Regions from separate parts of the Sus scrofa genome. Here all the other regions are linked to region 1. Evidence: chromatin contacts called from public Hi-C and HiChIP or PLAC-seq data. All regions are on one chromosome and are shown on one strand. Each heading gives the region's core, a stretch centred on a gene start, on an enhancer-like site or on the middle of the called end of the contact. The rest is flanking DNA. Distances are from core to core; before and after follow the strand shown.

The links. Hi-C and Micro-C count contacts between places; a contact is called where the count stands out from the background. HiChIP or PLAC-seq counts read pairs in DNA pulled down with a chosen protein or histone mark.
Region 2: a contact with region 1 is called in an H3K27ac HiChIP or PLAC-seq map of alveolar macrophages. The contact joins the enhancer-like site here to the promoter of UGCG in region 1. A contact is called at or near these places in 1 of 5 promoter capture datasets (liver), 4 of 47 Hi-C or Micro-C datasets (embryonic fibroblasts, heart right ventricle and skeletal muscle) and 2 of 2 datasets of contacts at active chromatin or transcription factors (alveolar macrophages and skeletal muscle).
Region 3: a Hi-C map of skeletal muscle shows a contact between it and region 1, with 1.9 times the contacts expected there. The contact joins the enhancer-like site here to the promoter of UGCG in region 1. A contact is called at or near these places in 2 of 5 promoter capture datasets (fetal liver and liver), 7 of 47 Hi-C or Micro-C datasets (embryonic fibroblasts, fetal heart ventricle, fetal liver and 3 more) and 2 of 2 datasets of contacts at active chromatin or transcription factors (alveolar macrophages and skeletal muscle).

What each region holds. Positions count from the first base shown.
Region 1 is chr1:252,650,596-252,653,102 of Sscrofa11.1, forward strand. UGCG (ceramide glucosyltransferase) reads left to right here and starts at 1,255. Exons shown (of 8, transcript XM_021067532.1): 1 at 1,255-1,802. The coding sequence starts at 1,705.
Region 2 is chr1:252,539,522-252,542,028 of Sscrofa11.1, forward strand. The region is part of intron 3 of C1H9orf84; the gene reads right to left. Among named protein-coding and RNA genes, the nearest start is that of C1H9orf84, 14 kb to the right of the region's middle. Within about 2 kb of position 1,255, at least 4 of the 83 cell types and tissues checked have an H3K27ac peak or open chromatin away from gene starts, as enhancers often do. A contact at or near this core is called in alveolar macrophages, where this site is marked.
Region 3 is chr1:252,739,821-252,742,327 of Sscrofa11.1, forward strand. No RefSeq gene overlaps it. Among named protein-coding and RNA genes, the nearest start is that of UGCG, 89 kb to the left of the region's middle. Within about 2 kb of position 1,256, at least 15 of the 83 cell types and tissues checked have an H3K27ac peak or open chromatin away from gene starts, as enhancers often do. A contact at or near this core is called in alveolar macrophages and skeletal muscle, where this site is marked.

The DNA.
Region 1 (2,507 bases), core at 5-2,504:
TGTAGTTTATCATCTAATTGTAGATTGAGGTAGCTCATTTGATCAACATTAATTCTAATAAATAGCAGTAATAAAAATAAACAGCCTCTTTTCAAAACTGAATTCAATTCTGAAATCTCTCAAGGGAAGCCATGGATTATTTAAAAGGAAATCACTTGACATAATAAACATTGTCTAAACATAAAAACAATGGTGAAACTATATAAACTCATCTAGGCTAAAGAAACAAACAGAAACATTTAGTGGTAGATAAAAACATCTCCCTGAACTGATTTAAAATTAAGATAAACACTAAGTCACCTTACTATCCAAAATGCTACATCTTTCCATTTTAGTGCAGTGCTCTCCAACTGTGTAATTTATTAATTTTTTACCTTCACTTTCTTTTTATCTGTGTAATTAAAATTTTTCCAGTAGCTAGCTAAATTTAAAAAGTAAAACACTGAAATAATTTGAATACTTTAACTCAATATATCAAAACTATCGTTTCAACATGTAATCAACATAAAATTAAGGAGATGTCTTTGATACCGGCATATGATTTACACTCAAAATACATTTCAATTCCTACTAACCTCATGTTAAGGCTCAGTAGCCACCTATGGCTATCATATTGGGCAGGAACCTTAAGGAACTTCAATATTAGCTGATTCTTTACATTCTGAGTTTGACAATTTCTTGTATGTTACACGCTGTCTCTAAGGTACTTAGAGATCTGTGAAGTAGGAGATTATTTTCACGATCCCTTGTGGTCCAAGACGCCACAAGCATTAAAAGCAGCGAGGGAGGAATGCAATGGGACACCCCAGCGCCCAGGAACGTGGCTTGGAGGAGGGCCTAAGCGGCTCTGAGCAAGGACCGGCGCAGAGGCTGTGGACACAGCATTGGGGAGTTGGTCTGCGAGACGGCTCGGGGGCCCCCCTGGAACCCCAGGTCTTTTCCTGGGCGCCCTGGAACACCAGAGTCGGACAAAGGGAAAGCAGTCTCTGAGCTGGACACAGGGCTCCGCTTCACCGACAGAGGACAGCCCAGGACTGCAGGGCTGGCCTTCCCGCGCGCCTCCGCCGGACGCAGAGAGGTGGGCGGCGGCCGGAACCCGGAGCTGGGGTAAAGCCCCGCCCGCCTCTGGCGGCAGAAGCCACCCAGGGGCGCGCTCACGACCGTGACGCTACGGGCGCGAGGGCGGTGGGGTGGGCGGAGAGGAGCCGCATGCACCGCCCCTCGGAGGGCCGGGGCGGGGCGGGGTGCACCAGGGAGTCGGGGCGCCACCGCGGGTTTCGATTAGTGCTCGGAGCTGCGGCGGCTGAGCAGGGCTCGGATCTGTGCTGCCAGGAGCCCAGCCACTAGGCTGCGGGAAGGCGGAAGGGGCAGCGGCGGAGGGGGCGTAGGCGCGCAGGGTCCGGCCCGCGGCGCCGAGGCGGGGGAGAGGCGAGCCGGAGCGTGGGGCCACGGCCTCCCTGATCACTGAGCCCGGCCACCGCAGCGCCTGTAGCCGCGAGCGCGCCCAGGCCAGCGCGCGGGCGAGTGCGCGCGGGCGGGGGCGCGCAGGCCCTGCCCGCCCCTTCCGTCCCCACCCCCTCCTCCCCTTCCTCTCCCCACCTTCCTCTCCCCTTCTGCGCCCCCGCGCCGGGCGCCCACCCTGTCGTCCTCCTACGGGAGCGCTGTCCGCGGCGGCGGCCGGAGCGGGCCGGGCCGGGCCGGGGGATGGCGCTGCTGGACCTGGCCCTGGAGGGAATGGCCGTCTTCGGGTTCGTCCTCTTCTTGGTGCTGTGGCTGATGCATTTCATGGCCATCATCTACACGTGAGTGAGGGGCAACCGGAGGAGCCCGTAGCGGGGGTCGAGGCCTCGGCGACCGGCGAGAGTAGACAGGATTTCGCTTTGGAAGGAATTGGGCTCGGATAAGGGTGGAGGAAGCTAATTCTCAGACTCTTCCTTCCATTCCCTCTCCCCTTGGACCAGCTGGGGCGGCGGGGGCGGGAGGGGGGGTTCCTTGGGAGAGAAAAGTGGCAAGTGAGGGGGTGGTTGGGCTGCCGACGACTGCACAGCCAGGGGAAAGGAGGCTGTGCTCTTTTTACGAGTCGAGCGGAAGGCTGCTTGACTGTGTTGGGGGTTCGTGTGATTTTTCATCTGGGCCAAATGTATGGTGTATTGTTTGGTTGGTTTTTTTCTCTCGACCTGGGCCATATTTCTATTATGGTAATAATCGTTTCCACTCTTCTGGGAGCGGCATTCAGCCACCTGGAAACCTCCCTGTGGATTTTCTTCTTCCTGGAAGAGCTCTATGCCTTTAGATAGGTGTGAAGCACCTGTCCACCTTGGAAAATGTCACCAAGCCTCTGAGCTGGCGTTATAGCCTGGAGTCTTGTCAGCTTGTACATTTCAGTGTGGTTTTCTCTCCCCCCCCCCAAGTCTTTATTTATTGTCTTGGTTAGATTTGTGTGTCTCCCCCCCCCCAACACCTTTTCATTAGATGCCATTCACTGGGGACACAGTGGCAAGCACGAC
Region 2 (2,507 bases), core at 5-2,504, 110 kb before region 1:
TTTTTTCCAACAAAATTAATGTAATCAATGGAGGAAAAATCTCTTATGGCCTCATGCCTCAAATAGCTGGAGAGCCTCAGCAAAATTGTAAAGAAAAAAAAAGCATTCGACTTTTGCCCACCTAGTCCTTTCTCCTCTGCATGATTTTACCTTTTGTTGTTGTTGTTGTTGTTGTTTTTTGTCTTTTTGCCATTTCTTGGGCTTCTCTCGCGGCATATGGAGGTTCCCAGGCTAGGGGTCTAATCGGAGCCGTAGCCACCAGCCTACGCCAGAGCCACAACAACACGGGATCCGAGCCGCGTCTGCAACCTACACCACAGCTCACGGCAACGCCGGGTTGTTAACCCACTGAGCAAGGGCAGGGATTGAACCCGCAACCTCATGGTTCCTAGTCGGATTCGTTAACCACTGCACCACCACAGGAACTCCGATTTTACCTTTTAAATTCTCCAGTTCATCCTGAGACAGACATGTAGGGAATGGAGGTGGTCTACAAAGCTTACAAGTGAGACCAATTCTGATTCTAGCACTCTAAAGTTTGTTCAAACATGTTTGATTTAAAACTAATTACAGGGAGTTCCCTTTGTGAGGCAGAGGAAATGAATCCAACTAGTATCCATGAGGATGAGGGTTCAATCCCTGGCCTTGCTCTGTAGGCCAGTGGGGATCCAGCATTGCCATGAGTTGTGGTATAGGTCACAGAGGTGGCCTGGATCCTAGGTTGCTGTGGCTGTAGTGTAAGCTGGCAGTTGTAGCTCTGATTCAACCTGTAGCCTGGGAGCTTCCATATGCTGCAAGCATGGCCCTAAAAAGCAAAAAACAAACAAACAAACAAACAAAACAAACCAAAACCAAAAAACTAATTACAATGACAACTAATATAGCAAAATAGCTACCACAGAAATGTGATATATCGGACCTATTAGGAAACATACTCCTAACAGTAAGTTGCTGGAAAAGGTTTTTCCTCTCTACCCCCACCCTACCATGTTTGAGTTACTTTAGAAGCTCAGCTAATAGTGTCAGTGCTTTAACAGTTTCTGGGCTCAGGGAGGGAAGGTAAAACCTACCTCCATTCCTCAATAGTCTCTGAGTGGAAAGAGAAAAAGGAAAATGACAAACTGCTCAGAAAGCCAAGTTCCCCAAAGCAAAAGTCACCTTGAAGGGGAAGTAATAGTCTCTTGTTCTGGGCAATGGCCTCTCAGTTAAGCAACTTTAGAATGCCATGAGGGAGGAATAACATGAAGTGATGTCTCTAATGACCAAATACGTCATTGGTATATGTGTGTGCTTAATAAATCTGTGGTGTAGAGCAGGCAGGCAGGGCCATCCCTTTGCCTGGGGATAACTTAAAATGCCAAAAAAGAACTTGTTATAAAAACTAACCTCCTGAGAGACTATTTATGGGAATCTGTTAAATTCCCAACCATCACGGGCCAAGAACTTCCCATGATACACCAAAGAAAGCTAGCCAATCTGTTCCATAACTAAGCAGGGTTTACTTGAGACAATTTAAAGATGGTTCATTCATATATCCAATCTGTAGGTATTAATAAAGTCATATTAACAGTAAAAACCCAAAGGGCATTCATTTATATTTCCATCTTCACCTCCCACTTCCAAAACAGACCTAGTCATCTTTCCTTTCTACAGGCTCATCCTAGTACTTCTGGGAATCCAGGAGGGCATTTATCACTTATGAGGTCTTGTTTTCCAACTACCCTTTTTTGATGGAGCCACTTGAGGGCAGCATCACACCATAACCAATGTTCTTTATAACTACACAAAGGTTGTTTTACCAAGGATGCTACCTACTTACCTTCTTATAGCTATACAACTTGTCCTGGATTTTTACACTCTTACCACTAGTGTATGTGCCAACACAGATATAAGGAGACTGTTTTCCTCTATTGTAAAGGAGTGTTAAATTGTCATGAAGAAACAAAATTCTGGCTAGTTAACTATGAAAAGAAGAAGAAAAAAGGTCTACTGACAAGAAAGTAGATAGATGTGTTCTTTGCACAAGATACTTTTGTCTTAGAAAACCCAACATAAATAAATGAAAACAATTAAGGAGTTCACTAAGGTGTCTGGTAAAAATTGGAAAATCAATAGTTTTGAAATATATATAAAAACCTTATCATAAGGGTTGGGAGACCAGCAGGAGAAGCTCTCATGCTCTGCTATGACAGCAGAGCCCATCAGAAGAAGAAAGACACCTCTTCTTTCTAGGTAAGAACTCAACCAATAAAAAGCCAGGGCCTCTGTGTACTTTACCTTCCTAGTTTCCTTCCCCCTCTATAAAAGAGTTATCCTTCCCTTGCCAGGGGAGGACTTGCACACGACTCACCATGGCTGCTAACCCAGAACTGCAATTCTCTGTTGATCCCAAATAAACTCATCTTTGCTGGAGAAATACCTAGCAGTGTATTTCAGATCAACAACACATTTATGAGTGTGCTTTAAATAAAAAACAGTATTAACTGGGAAATTTATGATACATAAAT
Region 3 (2,507 bases), core at 6-2,505, 89 kb after region 1:
CAACCTACACTGCAGCTGCAGCTATACTGCATTCTTTAACCCACCATGCTGGGGATCGAACCTGTGTCCTGCTACTGCAGAGACGCCACCAATTACGTGGCCCTGCAGCGGGAATTCCCAGCACAATTCATTTTTAAACGTTCCCATTACCCCAGTAAGATCTCACACACCCATTTATGGTTAATCCTCCATTCCTAGGTCCTAACGCCAGGCAACCAGTCATCTACTTTCTGTCTCTATGAATTGGCCTTTTCTGGACATTTTATCTCCACAGAAGGATCAGTAAGTGACCCTCTGTGTCTGGCTTCTTTCACTTAACATAACGTCTTTGAAGTTCATGCATGTTGTTTCATGTATATATATCTTGTTCCTTTTTATTACTAAATATCATTTCAAATGTGTGGATTTGGGAGTTCCTGTGGTGGCTTAATGGTTAATGAACCCAACTAGTATCCATGAGGACTCGGGTTCAAGTATCCTGGCCTCACTCAGTGGGTCAAAGATATAGCATGGTCATGAGCCGTGGTGTAGGTCGCAGACGCAGCTCGGATCCCACCCTAACCCTAACCCTAAGCCGAACCCTAACCCTAACTCTAACCGGGTGGTGTAGACCGGCGGCTACAGCTCTGATTTGACCCTTACCCTGGGAACCTCCATATGCCATGGGTGCAGCCCTTAAAAAAAAAAAAAAAAAAAAAAAAGACAAAAATGTGGATCCGAATGGACTAAAGGAGCAGTTCTGGCCCATGGCTCCCTCCTCTAGCTCCCTTTCCTAGAGCGAAGGTCCAACATCCCCACGGCCAGGGCCTCGCCCAGCTCTGAGCAACCCCCCTCCAATTCTGTCTTCATGGGAAGGGCAAAACTGAGCCACCTCACCACGCCCTTGGAACCAAGCTGCTTTAGCTGTGTCCTCAAACCAGTGTTTTCTGGAGGCCCCGAGTCTGCCTGATCACACTGAACACTCCCTGCAGGGAGAAACTGGATCTTCAGTTGCTTCTGATTTGTCTCCATCTCCCGACCGTGGTGATGAGCAGAAAGCAAGTGTCTGAGAGGCGCCTGTGAGGGATGCTCGTGGGTGAAGGAAAGATGCAGCAGAGACCGTGGATAATAATCCCTCTGCTCTTGCCATCCCTTCACCCCCAGCTGCCTGGCCCTCCGTGTGTGTGTTCGTGCCACAGCATCGAGTGGGGCCAGCGGGGCTCAGAGCAAGAGCTGGGCTGTGTCAGCTCCCCTGAGGCCACGGGCCCAGATGTCCCAGCAGTCAGTTCCTAGAATATTCTGGAAAGAGCAAGGACTCCTTCCAACAGGCACTGGCCCGGAGTGACCTTCAAAAAGCTTTCTTTTCTGGAATGGAGGAAAAGCACTTACCCAGGAGCCGAAAGGAGGCAATGTGCTAAGATTTGCGTGGCATAGGAGGCCCCAGCATGGTAACACCCTTCCCCCCCTTAATTATTTCATCTTCTCCCTTCTCCTTGCGTTTTCTCCCCCCCCTTTTTCCCCCCCCCCACTCTCTCTGAGTCAGCAGATGATGGAACAGTGAGGCTGCTTTAGAGTGTCAGCAGCAGTGGTGCTCACTCAACACCTAAATGTACTGCTATCTCTGTGGAAGGATTTAGCCTTTTGGAGAAGGTGTTCCAAGGACTCTGAATTCAGTTTGGATCTGGCAGATAAGCCGTTCTCAGATGTGTTTTGTTTGCTTTGTAGAGTACAAGTCCCAGAGAGGTCCTGCTTGTCTGTTTTAATTTTTGTATTCCTTGTCAACACTTAAAAATGTAGAGATTTCCCCTCCACAATTAAAACCAAATCATTAATAAAAACATTTTTTTTTAAAAACAAACAAAAAAAACCCATAGGGATTTCCTATTAAAATCTGGATTTCTATCTTCTGTTGGGAAAAAAACAAAAACAAAAGAAAAACAACAACAACAACAGAAAAAACGCAGGAGATCTGGCCACTGGGTTTCATGCTTTGAAGGAAAACATCCCCAGATCTCTCTTTCTCTGATGACCAGGGTCAGTTTTTCTTCACACAAACTCATTTGCATTACCTGCCTGGCCCCTGAGACACTTGAATCTGTGTCCTTCTGAAACTGAAACATCTCTGACTCAAAACCAGCCTAAACTCAGATTGGGATTTGAACTCACGGGTTGCTGGTTTGGGTTTTTTTTTTTTTTTTTGGTCTTTTGCCTTTTGAGGGCCACACTTGCAGCATATGGAGGTTCCCAGGCTAGGGGTCCAACTGGAGCCATAGCTGCTGGCCTGCGCCAGAGCCACAGCAAAGCAGTACCTTAGCCACATCTTTGACCTACACCACAGCTCCCGGCAACGCCGGACACTGAACCCACTGAGCAAGACCAGGGATCGAACCCGTGTCCTCATGGCTGCTAGTTGGGTTCGTTACCCACTGAACCATAATGAGAACTTGGAACCCATGAGTTTTAAATTAGAATCACCCTCTTGGGGTCTGGAGTTCCTGAGGCTCAGGTTCTTTGTGTCTCAGCACAGA